Linked DNA regions of Arachis hypogaea: region 2 is linked to region 1. Evidence: chromatin contacts called from public Hi-C data. All regions are on one chromosome and are shown on one strand. Each heading gives the region's core, a stretch centred on a gene start, on an enhancer-like site or on the middle of the called end of the contact. The rest is flanking DNA. Distances are from core to core; before and after follow the strand shown. Region 1 holds the start of LOC112720018 (pentatricopeptide repeat-containing protein At4g20740). Region 2 has its middle 6.4 kb from the start of LOC112720020.

Region 1 (6,148 bases), core at 2,826-5,325:
CGACAGAACTATGGATTATGAGTTATGTCCAGCAACCCAAGTCTGATGCTTTGAAAAATCATTTAAAGCTACCACCACACATATGAACCACAAGAAATAAGATGTTTGAGAAGCAGCCAACCACACCATTGGAACTCTTCATTCCCTACTGCTTTTCTGCATCACTATGCATATTCAACATGTTGAGAGAAGAAATACATCAATTGATCTGCACAACAGTTTTCAACTTGGCAAAAACTTAAAACCCTTTGATTTTAGTTTAGATTCTAAACCGAAGAGCTTAATTCCTGATAGCACCAAGTCTGCGGTCCTTTGCTTTGTGTGATTGATTAGTAATTCGTCATACACAATGGTGTCAGCTTCGGTTAACAATCTGCGATCCCTCAAGTTTGAAAAAACCTTCCTGGCCTCTTCAATTGTTCCGTGCTTAGACATGCCAGATATAACTGCAGCACATGCCACAATGTCCAGAGGGCAACCCTGTTGCATCATCTCATTCAATACTTCAATCACTTTCTCGGCATCATTTGACTTACATGAGTGAATGATGGTAAGACTATATTTGAATTCCATAGGACCACTGTCTATGTTGGCAAGGCAATCACGGACAAGCATCATACCTGCATCAATCTCGCCAATTTTACAAAGCCCCTTGGCAAGGAAACTGTAAGCAGCAACAGAAGGAATACAAGACATCTCAATGATCTTATTGTGATACTCACATGCCTCCTGAATTTTACCAAGATCAACATGGCATAGAATTGTTATACTGTATGTAAATGAGTCAGGTTTCAAGTTTGAGGCATTCATTTCGTCAAAGAGTAATAGAGCCTTCTTTATCTCACCAACCTTGTGTAGAGAATCCATAAGAATATTGTACATTTCGACACTAATATAACCTTTTGCCTTCAAGTGTGTAAAAGCCTCTAATGCTACTAATGGTCCCTCCTTCACCAGAAGGGATAAGAATTTGGCAAGATCATCAATAACTGGAAAACCTAACTTCTCCATCTGCTTGAGAAGCTTGAAGAGTTCTTCCATTTTTTTTGCTTTAGCATAACACAGCAACAATGGTTTCACTGATAAAAAATTTGGCTCAAGGCCCTCCTTAATAGTAACTTGGAAAAGCTTGTAAGCCTTCTCAATCTTATTCACATTGCACAAGCCTTCAATAAGGGAATTATAAATTTCTAAATCCGCCCTATATCCTGAGTTAACCAAATCCTTCAACAAATCGAAAGCCACACCAATCTTCTTTTCCGCCACAAACGACTCTATAAGTGACCCATATATAGCTCTATCTATCAAATGACCCTTACTCTTCATCTCCTTGAAGAACTCATAACCCTCTTCAACCCTCCCTCCTTTCGACAACCCTATAATTATAGTAGCATAAGCCATCACATCAGCCTGAACCTTATCCTTCTTCATTTCTTCCCAAACCCTCAAACAACCATCCAAATTTCCCTCCGGAACCAGCATCCGAACCAAAGCGGTATAAGCAAACACGTCCGGCTTGCACAAATTCACTCTCATTCTCTCCAAAACCTCCAGCATTTCGTCGATTCGCCCGGCCTTACACAGCCCCTTAATCAAAATCATGAAAGTAACAGCCTCTTCCACCAATCCATCCTCCCTAAAATCGTCATAAACCGAGAGCGCAAGATCCAAATGATCCGTCTTTACCAACGCATCCATAACCCTATTATACAAAAATACCCTAGGCTTAACGCCAAACTTCTTCATCTTCTCATACACATAGTAAACCCTAAGTCCCCTATTGGCATCAGAATGCATTCTAATCAAAATCTCAAACTGCTTCTCACTGGGGGGTTTCCCCTGCGAGTCCATAAGTTCGGGCAGCTGGTCAGCTGCCCGGAACCGATTGCTACGGTTCAAGCAATAAGCAAAAGCATTATAGGATGCAAAATTATGGTGGAAGCCTTTCTGCTTACCAGCCCAATGGAAGAATTTGGAGGCGAGGGTAGGGTTTGTTTGGAGCTTGAGAACCTCAGCAACGAGGGTGGGTGGGACCCTACGGAGTTTGTTGAGCTCGGAAACCACGGAGGGGCCCCAGGTGTGGCGGTTCTTGCGGAATGCGTCGATGATGAATCGGGCGATGGGAGAGAGGCGAGGGGAGGAGGAGAATGAGAATGAAGGAGACGGGGAAGGAGGTGGTGAGGGGTTTTGGGGGAGGAAATGAGGGTCCCACTTGTGAATGTCGAAGGGAATGGAGGGTTTCGAGGGGGGTTTCTGGGGTTTGAGGGTTTGGCGGTTCGAGAAGAGACCGCCGCGGACGGTTGGGCGGTTCTGGGAGGGCGTGCGGTGGCCGTAGAAGAAGTATGGCTTGTTTGCTTTGGGGGGTGGTGATGCTGGCGGGGGCATTTCTTAATTGGACTGCGTGCCGTGGTGGTGGTTGTGACTCCGGGGCCGGCAGTGAAAGGAAGAGGAGTGTGACTGTGTGAGAGCGAAGATGGAGCAGAGAAAAAAACTGCGTCAGTTTTACGAAATTTATGTGTGCCTGCAAATTAATATTCTTGACATTAATTTTTGAAGTTTGATTTCAGTTTTTATCTTGTTGTGCAGCAAATTTCTCGATATAGGAGATTTATACAGTAGATATAGGAGTATAGGCCTATGGGCTATGGCAGTATATTTTTACTTCTTATTGGAAATGGGTTTTGAGATGACACAACACAGCACAAACATCCTAGTGAGAGTTAACTGAATGAACCATAGTTGTTAGAGCCGAAGAGGTGATAGAACCAATCAAGCTATTGGGTCATTGAATTACTGACCAGTGAGTCATTGATTTAATTAGTTAATCCAGTTCCACATAAATAAAAAATATAAAATAATAAAAAATTTAAAATTAAAATTTAAAATATACATTTTTATTAGCATTTAAAAAAAATTAAGTCTCAAATTCTGATGGTGTATTTGATAAAGCCATCCTAAAACAATATATATACAACAGCAATAATATAGAACAATATATTACACTCTAAAACAAAAAATTGAATAATCTACCTAAGAATCAACAAGTTATAATCAATCAAATATAATCAACAACAATCAAGAATCAACCGATTTAGTTAATCAACATCATTAATCAATTACTCAGTTAATCAACTTATAACCAATTACTCAGTTAATCAACTTATAACTAAAGTTCTACCGAAATAACCATTTTATAATAAAATTTTATAAATAAAATATAAATAAATACACTAAAACATAATTATAATCTAGTATAAACTTTAAAATATCATTTAAATTTAAAGTATTATAACAACTAAAGTCTTATGATGCTATTAAAAATTTAAAATACAAACTCAAAAATCAAATAACATAAGGGAATATCCAAATATAAAATGTCAACATAAAAATTTCTCATCAATCATCAAAATTCGCAAAAATTTACTGCAGATTCACTGCATTAAGATCATCTTCACCTTTATTTCCACCATGTTACACAGAAGAATCAAAAGATACACAAATGAATATTTTTTGGTTGACCCTATCATCCATAACTGAAAGAAAAATTCATTGAATTAACTAACTAATTCAATTTATGCTTTTCTTTATTGAATTAACTTCAAAACTGACCAATTTACGTTAGCACAACAATGAACAACTTTAACAAAAATTGACAAGATTTAACAAAGATTAATAAAGTTTTTAACATAATTTTAAGTTTTTAACAAGTCAAGTACAAAAATTAACAAAGTTTCCCAATTTTAACAAACTTAGCACAATGATTAAGAACAGAAAAAAGCACAGAATGTCTGAACGAGCACAAAATTGATCATCAATAAAATTTAACAACAAAGGAAAAAAAAATCAAGATTGAGCAGTGAATCAGTAACAGAGTTATCAAATTATCATCAAGCATTAAGACAGTAACAGTGAGCAGAGGCTTGAGGGAGAGCGACGGACGACGGGAAGCTGGCGACAAACACTGGCGAGCTGGTGACGGACGACGGCGAGCTGGCGACGAACACTGACGACGCACACGACGGATGGACGACGGGCAAGAACTGCGGAGCAGGACCTGGAGATGCTCGCGTTGGCGAACTAAGGGAGGGTCTTCGAGAACGACGAACCAAGAGGATTAGCGAACGACCACGGTGAGACAGGAGGGCGGCGCGATGAGGCTAAGGTTATCAAGGAAGGGTTGTGCGATCGAAGACCTTTGGAACTTGGAAGAGCTGCGTGAGGGAGAGGGGAGAGACTGGGTTTCAGTCTTTCAGAACGGCAGAACCCTTTTCCTTTTTTAAATTAAATATCAAAAGTCAAAACGGCATCATTTTAGATAAACCGGCCAGGTTCCGGTTCAGTTCACCGACCGAGAACCGACCAATTCAACGGTTTTTGCACAGTTTCTCATTGGCGGTTTTTTTAGAGGATCGAGCCGATAATGCCATTGGTTCACGGTCAAACTGGCCCGACCAGCCGGTCATATCCGGTCTTCAGAACCATACTTATAACTCAATAACTACCATACTTATAACTCACTAACTAAAATACTGAATAACTTACAAAAAAAAATTAAACATACCTGATGCAATTTGCACTCAGCAGTGGGTAGAGAAGAGGGAGATCGGAAACCAAGCATGGCGACGAAGAGACGCACAGCAGGCGACGAGTCAATGAAGGAGATGTACAGGGGCCGACGGGACGAGACAGTACCCGACAACATTGCAGCAATCGGCCGGTGGTGTGAGCCTCTCTAAGTCGCTGTGTGAGATTGAGAGGACTAGGTCTTAAACTCTCAGGTGGGATCGGGGCTTCGTTAGCCGTTTTAGAGTTTCCTTTTTTTAAGAGAGAAACGATGTTTTATGTTAGGGGGCAAAAAAATGAGCTCTGAATCGATCGATTCGGGTTTTTTAAAACTCGTCGATTCACCTTTTTTGGTTAAGACCAGCCAGTTCGAACTGAGTCTCACCGGTTCATTTTCATGTGCGGTCAAATAGCTCACCCGAACCAACGTTGTGACAAATTCGCCAGTTTTTCAGTTTGACTGGACGAATCGATATGATTTTGACAACTATGGAATGAACTCATGATTTGATAATAAAAAATGAGCCTAATTTTTTGTCAGATGAATTGAATTAGGTACTTGTGATTTAAATTGTGAAGGCTTACAAGAGAATGCAAAACATAGACAATGGTAATTACCTTTTCGAATATCTCAGGATAACAATCACAGATATTACAAAACCTTCATTGACAAATTTCAACTTGAGAAAAGAATCATTTAATGAGGTGATAAATTCTGACCTATGTACCCCCCCCCCCCCCCCAAAAAAAAAAAAAAAAAACAAGCAAGGCGATTTAGCTTTTATTGTTGATGAGAAAAGAATAAGTTTACTGTCGTAACTAAGCTTCCAAAATTTAGAATAAAACCAGAGATAAAATCATGTTTTCTTTCTTTGCTTGCATTGCTCTCTAGGAAAACAAATAATCTGAATATCTTATCACAGCTGTTGCTTGTCAGCTGAAAATTCTTCCCAATTCCCAAGCAATTTCATATATAATGAAATAACCTGCAAGAGAACAAGGAACCAAAAAGTACGGGCATGAGTTGCATTTAAGAAAAATTAAAGGCATGTAAAAATAAGGGCTTCCAACCTTTATCTATGGAGTGGAGAACATAAAACTAATTAATCTACTGTCTCACATCAAGCTAAACCAAAATCACCAATCATGAGTGGATCATTGAAGAAATTTCTAAAAAATCGGATTCCCTGTGTCATGAAATTTAAATAACACAGAAATGTTACTGCAAATTCAGAAAGAAAATGTAAACAAATTATACAAGGTCCTAAAGGCCAAAACCACTACCTGCAATGCAAAAGTAATATCGGCCTTGTCAACTTTTAGTGTTACCCTTTTCAATTTATCCTCTCGTGATGGTCCTAGTTTAATGAGCCCCTGCAGTTATAATATGTTTCATCATTTTACTTATTGCCACTTTGCTTCATTGGAATATTCATACTCAACGGCAGCAAGCTACATCTAGAAATCCATAATCAACTAGTTTAATGAGGCCCTGCAGTAATAATATGTTTCATCATTTTACTTATTGCCACTTTGCTTCATCGGAATATTCATAATCAACGGCAGAAAGCTACATCTAGAAATC
Region 2 (6,568 bases), core at 1,165-3,664, 120 kb before region 1:
TTCATTAATGTCTATGTTGTATAGACCTTCTCCAAGATCTTCCACCACTATGTCTGATTTTTGTTAATTTTCTTGTAGTCCATTTGTTTCCTTATTTTTAGATTCTGGAATTTCTTTGTCTTCGCTCATACAGTCTTCTTCCGATTTTTGAGGTTCCATTGCCCTTTCTCTGCTGCCGCCCCTTACCATGTTTGCATAAGAGATGGCGGCGTTGCCTGTCTCTTCCTACATCCACTCTTCAACTCTAGGCATCAGAGAGGATGTTTCAGAAAAGCCTTCTTCGCCCTTTTTTTACTTTTTTCGTACTGCATCTTGGAGGTTCTTGTTCTTGATCAGTGGCATGGTAGTTGCCTGGAGCAGTCTCCGGCCTCCCTGTAATGGTCATATGGCCTGGGTGGGTGGTTTTTCAGCAAATGTATGGAGAGAAAAGTCTTTAACGGCTACTTTTTGGTATTAATTTAATGTAGACCTAGACTCTTGTAACATGAACAAATAATATTTTTATTTTTTTTGTCCCATTACTATTATCTAACACACAACTAAAAAATTAAAGTCCACCACCTTGTCCAAAGAAAAATAAAACATTAAAGTCCATGGACTATTCTACTTCCTTTCCACTAATAAAGCAGGAGAAAAACACTGCCACATAAGAATATTTTTTTTTTATCGAAAATAGAAAGACTCGAACCCGCGACCTTTTAGGTGAGTATGTGGAGAATATGCCATTTGAGTTATAACTCATTGGCCACGAAAATTGTTTTCTACATTATTTTCTTTAATTCATTTGTACTCGCATGTGTCATAGTGTCGCAATAAGTACTTCAATTTCTTAATTAATAATTTTATATACAAGTTTTAAACATAAAATAATATTTAGCAACTATTTTAGCTAATATTTTCTACATCTAAAAATGATTTTTTTTTTATTTTTAGAAATATTAGACAAAAATATTTACACCATTATTCAACAATAATAACCAAACACGTATAAAAACTTGTTTATCTCATTCATGACCGATTGAAGGATATAGCAATAAAACTAAAGATCTACTCTTGTATTTGGATATAGACTAGAATTCAGATGTGGATAACAAAGAGCAAAAATAAATATTGCCTACTCATCCCTAAATTCAATACATTCTACATAAATTGGCCTACAATTAAATGATAATTAAAAACTAATAAATACCCTGAACTAAGTCTAGACGATTAGCTACAAGGATTTCTTTTTCTTGGGTGAGACTATACACAGAAATTTGTAGGAATGATCTCAAAAAAAAAAAAAAAAAGTCCTTAAAATACCCTTTTAAAGATATAGGAATGAACATTTTAAATTTTTTAATATATTATTAAAGATATTTACTTTCAATCAAAAGAGTGTCAACAAATATATTAAACATACTACTCAATAAAACTCTACCTTAAAACAAGTTAGTAATGTATCTTTGAAATATATAGTACAATTGAACAAGCATTACCCGATGGCCATATCAATAGCCTAAATTCCTTAGAAATTGCTTTAATCATTTAAAGGTTGTTTATCTTTATTAGCCTTTTAAAGATGATTTTTTAAAATCCATAATAGTTACATATATTTGGTACAACAAAATAAAATGGCTTTAAATAATAAATGCAAGTTACACCAATAATATTTAATAAATTTGTTTTTTAAAATAAAAAATACTATAATACACATAAATAAAATGAGAAAAAGATTAGAAATAAATTTTTTTCAACCAACATTCAACTTTTACAACGATCAAATTTTTTTAAAAATTTAATCTTTCTCTCCCTACAATAACAACTAAAACAATTAACTTTTACTCATCATTCTCCATATTTTGTTAACTAACTAACTGTTAATTAAATAAAAAATAAAACTCAATTTCTTTTTTGTCATGAACTATGCCTAATTCAAGAGAATCACTATGAACATTTTTTTTTGTCATGAACTATGGTCAACTTGTTTTTTTTTTTTTATTTTGGTCATTGACTAAGTGACTATGGTCAACTTCAATAGTACTGACAATAAGTTATAATTCAAATAATATAATCTTCTTCTCTCCATCTAGAGGTCTCGGGTTCAAATCTCACTGATTGTAACCGATCGAAAAAATTTTCTAACTGTTGCTACAATGTGTGGTAAGTGTGTGAGGAGTATGTGAATGTGTTATGTGATATCTAGGATTGAAAGTTGTCTAATCTATCTGATCATAACAAAAAATAACTTCAATAGTGCTTAAACAATATTTTTGGACACTTAAACTCATATGAAAGTATCTCTACCAGCTTACATAATGATCAATTTTTTTGTCATGGCCTGCTAGTTACGGATGGGGCCAGAACTAAACTTAAACCCACCTTAGGACACCCAAAGCCCAACCCACATCCGCCCCAAGATCTGTTTTAAAAGAATATATGTTTACATAATGATCTGTTTTGTTGGGCCTGTTCTAAACTCATGGCCCATTGTCCCTTTCAAGTGTTTGCTGTTCTGATCTCACATTAAATAAATAAAATTATTTATTTAATGACCAAATAAATAAATAAATAAATAAAATTAACAAGAGAACTTAGTACAAATAAATAAATAAATAACAAGAGGAACAATATATCTTGAAGGGAAAAAGAAGAAAATACTTTAGGAAGGAGATTACGTGTAGCATTATTTTTTTTATATTCCAAAAAATATTTTTACAGATTTTTTAGATTATTCTCTTTATACTCACTTCTGGGGCTAATTTTTTTTTATATTGATTAAATATATGTGTAATACATTATTATTGAAAGATTAGGTGTTTTTTTTTATATGGTGTTTTATTCAAATCGGACGGTCCGATTTGTTTGAAGAAAAAAATAAACTACAAATCGGAGGGTCCGATTTGTTTGGAAAAAAAAATAAACTACAAATCGGATGGTCCGTTTTGTATTTTTTATTTTTTTTTTTATTTTTTAAAATAAAAATCGGACGGTCCGATTTCAACATTAAAAATTTTTTTATTTTCGAAATCACAAATCGAACCGTCCGATTTGTGATTGTTTGTTTAAAAAAAAAATAAAACAAACAAATCGGTGCATCAGATTTGTACATCCCATACCAATGTAAAACATACATATGCTCACAGCTTCTTGTTATACACTTCCCTCTCTCACACATAAAAAATAATAAGCGCAGGTTGACTGTTTGGATACATGTCCTAGATGTCATAATAACCAGAAAACCGCGTGGTTGATTGTCTGAGGGATTGTGAGAAAATTTGATATACTTTAATTTTACAGAATCATCGAATTAAATTTATATATTTAATTAACTTATTAAACAGTGAATTTAAAAATTTTAATTTTTTTTTGGCCGTATAAAAAATTAACAATATACAGTTGAATTAATGTTTAAGTAAAATTATTTTACACTTTCGGTGTATAATTTTAATATTTTGTGTCGTTCTTTTTTAACTTTTGGATCCCAATAATTTTCTATTAAAACAAGTAAAAGCAACCAACAAAAAGGAATTAAAAGCAAAATGCACTAACATTATTTTTCGGACAAATTAGGCTAAATAATTACAAAAGTAGGTGACATTATTCATGATATTACTTGAAAATAAGCCATTAAATGTGTACCCCTACAAAATAAACCAAAAAGAGCAATAACCTATTATCTACATACTATCTTACCATAAGGTAGTGTATGGTGGAGAGACAGAGACAGAGACAGAGACAGAAAGACTAAGATTGAGAGATAGAGATTAAGAGACAGAGATTGAAATAAATTTTAATATTCTGTTTGGTGCAAAGTGACGGACAGAACTTGAAACAAGAATGAAATTCTAATTTAATTTGTACAAAGAATAAAATTGAAATTAATTAATTAAAATGAATGTATTTTAGGTATAAAATGTCATTAAAGTTTCAGTCTCTCTCTAAAAATTTTAGTCTCCTGTGTCTCTACTTTTTAAAAATACTAGACAGAGACAAAAATTTTAATACCAGTCTCTGAATCAACAAACATAATACTAAGTCTCAGTCTTTTAGTCTCTATCTCAGTACCTCAAAATAAACGCTACCTAAGAAACTTTGAATCCAAAGGACACTATCGACTTTATACTTGCTTAACATACATCTATGTTATGAATTTTAAGAAGTCGATGCGTGAAAAGGAATTCTAATATATCGAGGAGATCAATATTTAAAAAAAAAAAAAAAGCAGTGTTTTACAAAATTTTGAACTCTTCATTTGATCTATATATTATTATAATAGTTCATTTTTATGGTAATGATTTTTCATCGTAAGATTTTGTAGTTCATTATATATTATTATATATATTAATACTCGTTGAGAGTTGGCCAAACAAAAAAAATTACCTATAATAAGTCTTAACCAATAAAATATTATGGTTGGTAAAAGATCGAGTGAAGTATTATAGAATGGAGTCATCAAAATGTCGGCTCTCAAAAAATATTAATTTTTAAGTCTTGAAAAATCAATACTTAAAAAAAAAATCTTTATTAGAATGCCTTAGCTTAGTCATTTTCACCGTAATAACTAGGATTTTGTTGTGATAATTTCTGTCAATGTATTATAACTCACTACAATAATTAAACAAAAAAAAAAACATAAAAAAGAAATTAGAGGTCTGCTACAAATATAAGCCTTTTTGGCTTACAAGCTATACAAGTTGTTCCAAATCCAAGAAAAAACACGCGCCCCTTTCACAACACTTTCATTCTTTTTCTTCTTCCTCAATCAAAACGCAAACCATCAAGATTCAAGGGACATTCGAAACAAACTACTACGATTCTGCAGAAACGTTCCAACTCCTCGCGAAGAGTAGAAGAAATCAAGAAAAAAGATACAAATTTCCATAAAAAATCACCAGAAAAAAAGAAGACACATTATTTAAGATACTGTTTTACTGTTCTTCTAGATTTTCTTTTCTAGATTGTCTCTGCTTTGTACCTCATCCTTAACCAGCAAAACATTAAAAGATTTCAAGAAGAAATATACTGTCTTCTTCTGTTTTAGGTGTATTTCTGTAATTCTTTCTGTAACTGTTTGGATGTATTTCTGTAACCGTTTGGATGTATTTCTGTAATCGTTTAAGTGTATTTCTGTAATCGTTTGGATGTATTTCTGAAGTTCTATTATCTTTAAAACGATTTGAAAGCTTGATTTCAGAAACCATAAAAATCGAAAAAAACGAAGCAAAGAGAGAACGCACGAAGGAGATCCAACAAATTTGGCAAAAAACTCGAAAAAAGAAACGAAATCTTTTAAAAAATGAAAGTTATATATTTGTGCGTTAATTGATTTGAATTGATTTAAAATTCTGTTAAAAAGACACGTAACATAAACAATGCGTTTAATGGATGAGTTAAACCACTTGTAAGTAGAAATTAATCCAAGAAGTTAATAGGAGAATGTAGATGTAATAGTGAGAAGCACTGAGTTCACTTAAAGAGGTATGGGTTTATGGATATGGAGAGATAATAGCCTCAAATCTAATAACCAATTATACCAACTCTTCATAATAATTTCACGTGAAAATGGCGTCATTTTCTGCTTGGCTTCACTTAAATACTTTATCTTAAACAGTACAAAACCCATTCCTAATTCAATGAATGCCATATGCTTTGACGAATATGTTTGGAAGCAGATCTAGGTGTTGAAACATTATTAACCAAGAACCTAAGAAAAACTCAAATTATTTAGAAGGACATATTATTTTTTTTTGTTCCTCCAATTTCTCTCCAAAATAAAATAGAATTCAACATATTTAATAATATTTTTACATTCTAATTTTATTATTGCATTATTAATTTATTTTTAATTATTTATTTATTTATTGTCTTATTTAATTTTGATTATCTCTTATCACATTCTTATCTTATTCTTTTCTCAAAATAATTTTATTTTATCTTATCTTATACTTGTCCTAATATATTTTACCTTTAACTAATTAAAATAATATAGATGCATTTGAAATTTTTGCTAAACGTTTTGCTTATTTTTTTAGAAGACTTTGATTATTGTTATAAGACACTTAAAGTGGCCATGAAATTGGGTCCTTGTGTTTATTATTGTGATATGACAAGTATTAAATGGTTTGTGATATATAATGATATATGTGAATGTGATTATATGGATTGTGGTTTATGTTGTGGATGAGAATAATGTCCCTCTTGATATTACTTATATCACTTCTATCTAATATCTCATTCTGACTTTTAATTATTTCGTTAACTCTCTTTCTGTGTCTCATCGATTAAAAAATAATATTATAATTCTTAACAATTAACTCATTAGATATTTTACTTATTTTATTATTATTTTTGTCTAAAATTAACGAATTTTACCTACATGTCACGTTTAACTAATAATATATTAAAAAATTATTTCAAAAGATAAAATACCTCCTACTATGTTAACAATATACTATAATAAAATAAGATAATTAAACATCCTAAAAAAATTTTAAAAGACACTTAAATTTTTAACTAATTTAAATATAAATCTATAATGACCTCTAAATTTTAACAAATTATACGTGCTACTGTACTAATTGTTGGC

What was found. A called contact is a pair of places that touch in the nucleus more often than the background predicts.
Region 2: a contact with region 1 is called in a Hi-C map of leaf, with 7 times the contacts expected there. The contact joins the enhancer-like site here to the promoter of LOC112720018 in region 1. A contact is called at or near these places in 4 of 8 Hi-C or Micro-C datasets (leaf and an unstated tissue).

The regions. Positions count from the first base shown.
Region 1 is chr11:5,467,339-5,473,486 of arahy.Tifrunner.gnm2.J5K5, reverse strand. LOC112720018 (pentatricopeptide repeat-containing protein At4g20740) reads right to left here and starts at 4,075. Exons shown (of 4, transcript XM_025770811.3): 1 at 3,940-4,075; 2 at 1-2,521. The coding sequence starts at 2,385. The coding sequence ends at 223. It also overlaps the pseudogene LOC112720867.
Region 2 is chr11:5,580,272-5,586,839 of arahy.Tifrunner.gnm2.J5K5, reverse strand. No RefSeq gene overlaps it. Among protein-coding and RNA genes, the nearest start is that of LOC112720020, 6.4 kb to the left of the region's middle. Within about 2 kb of position 2,414, at least 3 of the 3 cell types and tissues checked have open chromatin away from gene starts, as enhancers often do.